Regions from separate parts of the Gasterosteus aculeatus genome. Here region 2 is linked to region 1. Evidence: chromatin contacts called from public Hi-C data. All regions are on one chromosome and are shown on one strand. Each heading gives the region's core, a stretch centred on a gene start, on an enhancer-like site or on the middle of the called end of the contact. The rest is flanking DNA. Distances are from core to core; before and after follow the strand shown.

Region 1 (4,654 bases), core at 199-2,698:
TTGATGAAAGTCTCATCACACTCGGACAGACACTTATCATATAATTTCAGCTCACATCATAGTCGTCACACAGATCTTGGCTCCACAGCCAGAGGCCCCAGAAACGTGTAGGGGCTGCTGAAGACCTTTCAGCCATCTTTCTTAAAACAAGTATTTGGTTCTGGAGTTTAGCCCAATCAAACCTTAACTGTTGCCACAGCAAAGAGAGAAGAAGTGTAAACGTTTGGCTGTTACTGTTACTTTGGTAGTATCTGTTGGTAGTAAGGATGCACCTAGATGACCATTTCAGTCCCGGGAACGCTAGCGAAATCTAGGCTTTGGGTTACGCTTGAAAAGAGTACAGATCCAATATCAGTATTTAATTAATGAGCTGTGGGAGCTGAATCATTCTTTGTTTGTTTGGAAACAGTAGGTTTGACTTGATAATTTATTTCCTAATTCCTAGTTATTTTTTATATTTAAGTTGGGAAAAAGGGGAAAAAGTGACCAATTTTTTAATTCCGTTTTGAAGTTATTGACAATCTTTCTATCTGTGGGAAGTATTGCTTCTTGTGGTCTTTTTGATAATGTACCAGCCTTGTCTAGATAAAGGAAGTGGACACACAACATTCTGTTGAACAGGCTTATGCTATAGAGGCTGGATTATCAGCCATTTGTGTTATTGTGTGTCCCACAGTGTTCCGCTGTGATTTTATCTCAGAATCACAACATTCTTGTTGGGTTTTGGCTGTATCATATTGTTACGAGTTACTTATTACTGAAATTGCAGCACTGCCGTTAGTCGGTACGTGGATCGTCACTCAAGCTCATACTTTCCTGTCTGCAGCCTCTGTATTGTACAGCAGTGCAGGTAACCCTGGTGCCAGCATACCTCCAGCAGCCCTTTGATCAATAGTGGCCCGACTGCCTCGCCTCTACCCCCCCCCCCCCCCCCCCCCACCTCCCTCTCCATTTACTGCTCTTCTTCTCAGCGTGCTCTCTAACCCCTCTTTGACTGGAGCCTCATTAGAAAGGGATCACATCCAAATTACATTGATCTCCTTCACTCTTTTCATTTACTTTCACTGAATCGCTGCCCCCACCTTCTTCCTTTTTCTATTTTTCTTTGTCATGAGGAGGTCTACTCCTGCAAATCAGTGTCTTCTTTTGTCATCCTTGTGCAGATGCTATGTTGGAGTTCTTCTGCAGCCACTCTACCGGTTTTGTCTCTTTATTGATATTAGCTACTTCTAAAATATATATAACTTACTTGGCCACGATGTTTCAACCCGATCCGCAATGCCCTTGGGTGCCCTCCATGTTTGCCTACGCTTCACTTGTTTGGATGTTCTTTCTGCATTCTGTGAAATTGCAGTTTCTCCATCTGACTTGGGTGGCATTCCTCTGGGAGATAATGAGTATAGCTGAGGGCCTCTGGCTCACCTGGGAACTGTGGGGCGAGTCTGTACAGGCCACTTGTCTCTATCACAGACTTCACTGTGATGTGCTGACACTCCCCCGGTCAGGCCATCTTCCTGCTGCACGCATGTGCTCATTTTACTGCCCGGTTCGCCTCACTGTTCCTACAGTCACATTCTCATTCTAGTTTAGCCACCCTGTTTCCTCATTTCTGCACGTATTACATACCAAGCTGTCTTGATAGCACGGTTGTTTGAAGCAATGTAGAGCCAGAGGGTTCAAAATGGAGGAAGGTACTAGCCTAGCTATAAGTCAGAGGCCCCCATGTACGTGCATTCGCAAACGTAGCATTATCAGCGCCATGGCCAGCCTGCAGATAGCGCACACTGTGGTACTTACTGCTTACGTTGTATTTATGAAACCTGCTGTTCATCGGGTAACCAGCGCCGTTCTCTGCCCACTATACTGTACACTGCAAGCATTTAAACGCACAATTGAATGAGCCTCCTTCTGTCGTGGATCAGATGCAGTTTTTTAGACAATATTAAAATTAAGACACTTTAACAACGAGCCATAATGAAGGAACAACTGATTTGTTTTTAATTGTGATGCCGGACACAGATTTCTTTTTCAAACATTTTCTCTCAGTAAAATAAAAAACAATTTGACATTCATGTCGAATTTGGATTCACGTGCTTGAAAGGAAATGTTATCTTATTTCCTCATTGAGAATTGTGAATGAAGAACAAAGTGGTTGAAATTACTTTATCAATCATGTGTGGAGGTGACAGACTTCAGGTGAGTGTTGATAAGATGGTGGGGCAGAGGAGAGAAGGCTGGAGGGAGATACTGTATGGACGTTGAGCTCAGCAGAGGGAGCCCTTTTCTTCAGTGACTGTGTGTGTTTGTGTGTGAGTCCATGTGGCAACGTATATGTATGCAGACAGTTTCTTGGTGAAAACAGTGACTGCTGAGCAGCATATTTACCTTTTCCTTATATTGTCACTAGTTTTAATTTTCAAATTATTTCCAATAATAATAATAATAATGATATATATATATATATATATATATATATATATATTATTTCTTTTTTTTCAAAAGAATCCACCTGCACGGTTCCCGAGTGTGACACAAAAGATAAAAGAAAAGCTGTCAGGAGACGCTGCATGTCTACACGGTTCCCTTTTCAAAAAACCCTCGACCAGAGTGATGCAAAAGAAAAATATATCTTGCAGACGGAACCTTTGGAAAACACTACATTTAATATGTAAAACATACACACTCATCACAAGTCTTTGACGTGGAAAATTCCATTGATCAGATTAATCAAAAATAATAGACCCGCTGAGATTGCTGATCTACTGAGCGGGCGCTTTTGCTGCCTTCATAAAGATCTTTATGCTGCCTGCAGCTGTTCCTGGGTCAAGAAACCTGATCCACACCCTTTTGGTTCTGTGTTCGCCAAAAATTACCTGCTCCCAAAAGTTCATAGAGGTACAAGGTCTCTGATATCACCCTTAGTATGACACGCTTCTAAACACACACAGGGGCGGCTGCTGGACACAAACACTAGAGTAATCAAGTCACACAGTAGTTGCTATTATCAGAAGATTCAGAGCCCCCCACACACACACTTTGCTATCGCTCCCGTCACAAATTCCATTCGTCCACACTCTGTGGGAGGGGGTCACCTGGAGGTGATGAGGGGAGCGAGTTTCTATGGCGACAGTAATGAGCATATGAGGTCGAGTGCAGGGCCCTGGACTGCGATGTGCTTTGTGCCTCCCTTTTGTCCCCATAACAGTGGAAATTAAGGGACGCAGAAACAACAGGATTGGGTACACATGACCTAATGAGGCTCCAGCGTGGGCCACGCCTCTGGGAGTAGGGGGGTTGGAAGATCAGGGGAATGTAGATGGGGGGTAGCAGCGAGAGAGGGGTGGGATTACGGGCTTTATGTCACTTTAGTGTTTGTTTTTGTTTGGTGAACACATTTTATATTGTGCGGTTTACTTAAAGAATATTCGTAATATTAATGATGTCCTGGATTATCCCAAACTTTCCAACATGTCTTCCCCCTTCAGTCTTTTTCCTTTACTCCTCCCCCTTCTCTCTCTTTCCCTCTCTGCTGACTGCCCTGAATCGAAGTGACAGCGGGTCTCATTAAATACGAAACACCGGTCACATGCAAAATTGACCCCGCAAGTGTTTGGGCTCACCCTGTCCGTCCACTGGGATTGACTCCCATCAGCCACCCTGGAGAGAGGCGACCAAAGCCCAGAGGTGTCAGGTATGGAAAGAAGAGTGGAAAAATGTTTTGTCTTGCTTTGTTTTTAACAGCAAATTTTATGGATTTCAATAATGCTGATATTATTACCATAAAACATTAACCCCCCCAATATATTATTTTTACCAGGAAAGTTTCTGTTGACTTGTACGAACTTTGGTGAAAAAGGTCCTGACCAATAACATACCAGTTCCCACTCAGGTAAACAACGTCAGCTCTGTCAACACTTCTATTTGCGCTGTTCGCACTGCTAGCTGCAAACCCCTGGATGTTGCGGCATGGCAATTTTTACCGTATTTTGCACAATTATAAATGATATGTGAGCACATCAGGAGGTCACATATTCATGGGAAATCTCAACTATCTGAACTGAAATGTGAGGTTCATGACTGAGGGTTATGTCAGAGAAGCAGGGATCTTGGTGGAAAAGCCTGTCTTGGATGAGTCAAACTGAATTGGAACTAAACTACTACTTTTTTCAGAAAGCAAAACAGGTACTTTGAACTGAGGAGGTCATTTTCCATGGTCAAATAAGCTTGGAATTCTTGGACAACAAAACTTGTTTAGAGGACTCACCACGCACGTGTCTGTCTGACTGTCTCCGTCCGTCCGTCCGCCTCTGTCAGCCCGCCCGTGCAAGGACGAAGCCCAGCTGCTGGGTTATTGCACTTGGCTGCCCCTGACAACTTAATTGGATGTTTGATTTCCACGTTAGGCTTCCTGCTCAACATTCAGTCCTTTGATATTTCTACTTCCCCAACTCACTTCTCAAAACAAATACACACACACAACGCTGACCTTGTGTCACCTGCAACACACATTACCAATTTAATTTGCTCAACCATAAGCAAGGACAGGACCAAGCCAAACTATACAACGAGGCCACCAGCTCTTGCTCCAACGGGCCATTTATTCCCATAGTTTCCCCTTAAATTGCATAAAATACCTCTGAGCGGGGTAAAGGTC
Region 2 (4,688 bases), core at 1,677-4,176, 97 kb after region 1:
GTCCGAAACCAGGAGAGAGAAAACAAGACACAGGCGAGAGCGATGATGTTAGAAAGGGCCGCAAATGAGTCACCCTAACCCAACCAAGAGCCAGGAATTAATTTGAGCCAATAAACTATCGTGCCCTCCGGTCGGCATCATGGCAGATGGGTTCCCACAGGACACCCCCCCTTTCCTGTGTTTCTCTGTGCACCTTTTCATTACTCCCAGAGCTCGTACTTCTGTCCAACGGGCAAGAGTTGCCGGGGAATATTCATTCAGGCACATTCCTACTCAGTGGGAAAATGACATGGTGCACCCATAATAAACTGGCGGCTCTCGGGCTTCCTAGGCAAAGAGCTGGAGCACATTAAAAGTCAAATAGAAGTTCTGTAAAGCGAAGAAGTAGAAGCAAGTAAAAAGCAGGGGCCATAAAGAGCAGTGTTTGAAGAAGCCTACAGCTCAACACATTGCTTCTGGTACAGGAAAGATTTTATTTGCTGAGGAGGAATCATGAGATTCCCTGCCACAGACTGCAATATTGGGGAAAAAATGTAATTATAATTTAAAAAATCATTAGCACTGAAAGGTGTCATCTTTACCTGTTGAGTCTCTGGTATGGGCCATGTCGTGCAGGCCTCTATAGTTGCACATGTCGTCGTGGCAACACTCCAGCGCAGAGGCCCCGCCGAGGACATCGGCAGCCCCGGAGCTGACGCTGCTGCAGATGTCTGCCGCGTTGGTGATGGGGTCTAAGCACCCATGGGTGAGGGGGGAGTTTCCACTGAGCGGGTCCAGAACCTTGGTGAAGCAGGCGTTGAGCTCCGACTTGCACATGTATCCAGTCGCCACGCAGTGTGGCGCGTCACAGTAACACCTTATTTCTCCTGGAAACGCCAGATGGGGAAGGGTTAGGGAAACACCTTAACATTACAGGTCTGACGCTTTTATCCAAAGCGACTTACATTGCATGTTTAACCCATGGCTTTTTACATTTTAGCCCGGGGAGCAAGGTGGGGCTCGAATCACCAACCTTGCGGTTCCCGGTGCACCCTCTCTACGCCACAATGACCCCACCTTTAGGTATATTTATAGCTTTAAAACAATAGTTTGAATTCATATATAACATGGTGTGAACTCCAACTTGGTTTGTTTGTCAGGGTGCTTTATCGGCTTTGTATGGGTCGCTATTATCAATTACAACATCTGATAACATAATTCAGATGTATTTATCCCAATATTTATTGGGATAAATTTATTGCACACATATATATCCTTCCGCAAAATACTAATACCGGGGGACCTAATCCTATCCAATGCAACCAGTTTTCTGCTCTACTTTTATTATGAAAGTGACTGCCACGTCCTGGGAATATTCCAGTTTAGCATCAATTCAGGAAGTATGCCTCCATTTAAGAGCTCCTCGAAGCGAGGCGGTCCCCTTTCTGACTGTATTATAAAACAGGAACTGTGTAGCTTATAATTAGTGGTTTGTTTGCCAAAGTCAATTTCTTTCAGCCCAAATGGAAACTTGCAAGGAGGAGGGGAGCCAGAGTCTCCTCCACTCCCCCCCTGCATTCAAAGCGTTACTTGTGGTCATGACCGCCTGAGGGGAGGGGGACCAATGTCCCATCTAAAAGCTCCCAGCTACCTTATCATTATAGCTGTGTGCTTCCTTTTCAGGGGCCCACTCATTACTTCACCCGAGGAGAAGTCTGAAAACAGAAACGTAGGCTCCGGGATCTGCCCTCACACAACAAAAACATGACTTCAAACGATTTACGTCTTTGTGTTCTCTGGTGCCACTGTGAACATGTCTTACACACATATAGCAAGGGTGTGTATGTTGTGTTGCATTGAGATAAGAAGAAGTTGGACAATATTGGAAATAGCTCAATGTGTGTTCTACTTAATGCGGGAGCACATTCATCAGATCAGTGTTTTCCCTGTGACTGATTGGAGAAGCAGGTCATTTGGAGAATATTTCATTAGAGGAGAGGCCCCTTTGTGGGTGGGAAGAAGGGAAGTAGAGTGGGGAGAGAGAGAGGCAGACAGGCCGAGCACTGCAAGCCTTTCAGCCCCGGCTTGGTCTTTTATGAATGGGGCAGTTTCAAACCCGAGTTAAACGGGATTAGTGTTCTAAAAAAGGTACTGCATAACACTTAATTTACACCATTACACGTAGGGTTAAATGTTTTGATTATAACTATCGTATAAAACGCACACTAAATCAGCAGGATTGGATAACACACACACACACACACACGACGTGGACCCGCGGGTCCGGGCTCAACGTCCCATCCGCAGACCGAGTCCGTACCTTTAGTGAGGAGAACCGCCATGGCACAGAGTTCCAGTTGAAGCCAAATTGAAATGAAACTGGGCTGGCGCTCCATTTACAGCGAGTTACAGCGCAGACGTGCTCGTGTATCCAGTGAGCAGCGGCACGGAGTCCCCCGGGCGAAGAGCTGGACGACACCACCCAAAAAAATTGATTTACATGGAGCTACGGAGAAAAGGGAGTCATTCCCCCACGGAAACGCGACAGCTCACGATCTCTTCTGGAAGAAGAAAAATATACAAAAAAAGCAAAAGACAATCCGAAATGTTTCCTCTCCCGCACGAAGACAGACAAGTTACTATGTTTTTTTCTTTAAAGCTGGTCCGACATTTCAGGAGAGCTAAACACAGCTTATTCTGCTTCTTCCAAAACAAGGGAGACAAAAAGAGGTATATACTCCAGGGAAGAGGGTGAAACGGGGTGCAAAGTTGTCACCACCGGTTCTCCTCTGCCTGTATGTGCAGCCGGTAACCACGAAGCATCACTTTTTGTATTCCGGGACAGAGAAATGTTGGGAAACGGACCGCCGACTCCGATGTGCCACAGACTGCACGCAGACTCGCACGGCTTAACGGAGAAATAGTTGTGGCTCGCCAGAGCTCCGCCCCTTACGAGACGATTGGTCAGAGCAGCAAGAGAGAAGTCAATCAACGTGCGTCATGACGTCACATCCGGTACTCTTATTTGGCTAGCAGGATACTGCATCATAGAACAGACACAGGGGAAAACATTCTAAAAGGGAGCAAGGAATTGAAAGAGAAAAACATACAATTAAAATGATAAACAGGTAAAGTTAATTCAAAAACAGACCAAGTTAATTCCCGTTTAAAACGGGGTATGTTTCAGAGAAAATTGTTCTGTACATTCAAATAATTGATTCATACTCTCGCCCCCACTGATTATTATAATTATATTATTTTTCTAAGACAGCTCATCCATATTCCGACTCTGTATTTTGTGCATCTGGACCCCTTCATTCATCGTCCTTCATTTCCATAATACCATGTTCCATGTCATGGTTTGAGTCCATTCGTCACGTAACTGTATTGCACAGTTTGGACATTGACGTTACTATTAGTCTATTGTTTTCATGTGTCGACATTTTCACATGAACATATGAAACCAGAATAACAACGAAAACAGTTCACAAAATACCAAACACTCTCCAGATAAGGATAAAGATGCCTCAATAACGTGTTTTAAGGTCTCTACCCCCCCGCCCCCCCCCCCAACCCTCAAGCAGCCGAGTGGAGGCCGCGTTGAGCCTCTCCCCCTCGGGCCATCAGACCGCTGCTGCGGGGAGGAGCGGGCAGACGTTCAGAGGAATTAGCAATCCAAAAGGACACATGGCGCCACCGAGACGACACGCACACTCAGACACTCTTTAACAATCGGCACACACATGCACGCGCGCGATATGTATCAACCAAATGCCCCCCTCCCACAACTCCCACATGTACCCACACACAAACACGCACAAATGATTCACGTTAACTCTAATTTAACACGTTCTTAGGAGTTTTGATATAACTCAAAATAATCAGTAGATAAATCATAATCTACGGTCTGCAGAGTCGGAGGGCAAATATTTTATTGTATCCCGTGTGTGTGATCATGAGCAGAGACGGACCATTGCCCGACTCCTCGTGCAAGTACAACGCGTCCACAGGCCGTAATTGTGCCCGACAGACAACAGGATGCGGATACCGCTTTAGGGAACACAGAAAACGACTCACTGCAATTGCCGTAATTATCTGTAATTCCAAGGAGGCGCCAGCGTGTATCTATACTGAGAGCTCGGTGAAAAGGGTGGAGGTCAGCACAAACACTATTTCCATGCTGGACGGTCTCCTGTGTGTAGTCTAGTGGAGTCTGTGGGGCTGGGTGGGGTCCCTCTTATAAAGCACCACGTCACCGGTCTTTGAGTAGCACTTATACGATATTGAAGACATTTTGACGCGTACGATGTTTGGATTCTTTAGAGTTCCATTCAAAGTGATCAGAAATGCCCCCTCCACTAGGCTGCTCCATGTCTGCTTCACCTGGTGGTGGATGGTCATACATCACCACCTGGTGGTCAGAACTGGTGTAATATTTTTTTTCCACAAATTAACCGTATGCCAAACACTCAAAATAATTAGGTGTTGCCTATTTAAATTAGACGTTAGGGGATTAGCGTTAGAGAGACGCATACAAAAAATGTCCAAAACATCACTTCTCATCCATCCATGTTCACCTGCTGAGTAGAGCTCCTTGTAGAGCTCTTCGTGACTCGTGAGCTGTAGATATTGAAGACATATGCCAATAAAATCCTTGACACATGGAGGGGTACACACGCTCTCATCGACCAGATCGAGATTCATTACAT

The links. A called contact is a pair of places that touch in the nucleus more often than the background predicts.
Region 2: a Hi-C map of skeletal muscle shows a contact between it and region 1, with 8 times the contacts expected there. The contact joins the promoter of bambia here to the enhancer-like site in region 1. A contact is called at or near these places in 2 of 6 Hi-C or Micro-C datasets (skeletal muscle and tail fin).

Annotation. Positions count from the first base shown.
Region 1 is chr21:8,295,718-8,300,371 of fGasAcu3.hap1.1, forward strand. No RefSeq gene overlaps it. Among protein-coding and RNA genes, the nearest start is that of LOC120811998, 12 kb to the left of the region's middle. Within about 2 kb of position 1,449, at least 2 of the 9 cell types and tissues checked have open chromatin away from gene starts, as enhancers often do.
Region 2 is chr21:8,390,908-8,395,595 of fGasAcu3.hap1.1, forward strand. bambia (BMP and activin membrane-bound inhibitor (Xenopus laevis) homolog a) reads right to left here and starts at 2,927. Exons shown (of 3, transcript XM_040167743.2): 1 at 2,300-2,927; 2 at 582-866. The coding sequence starts at 2,375.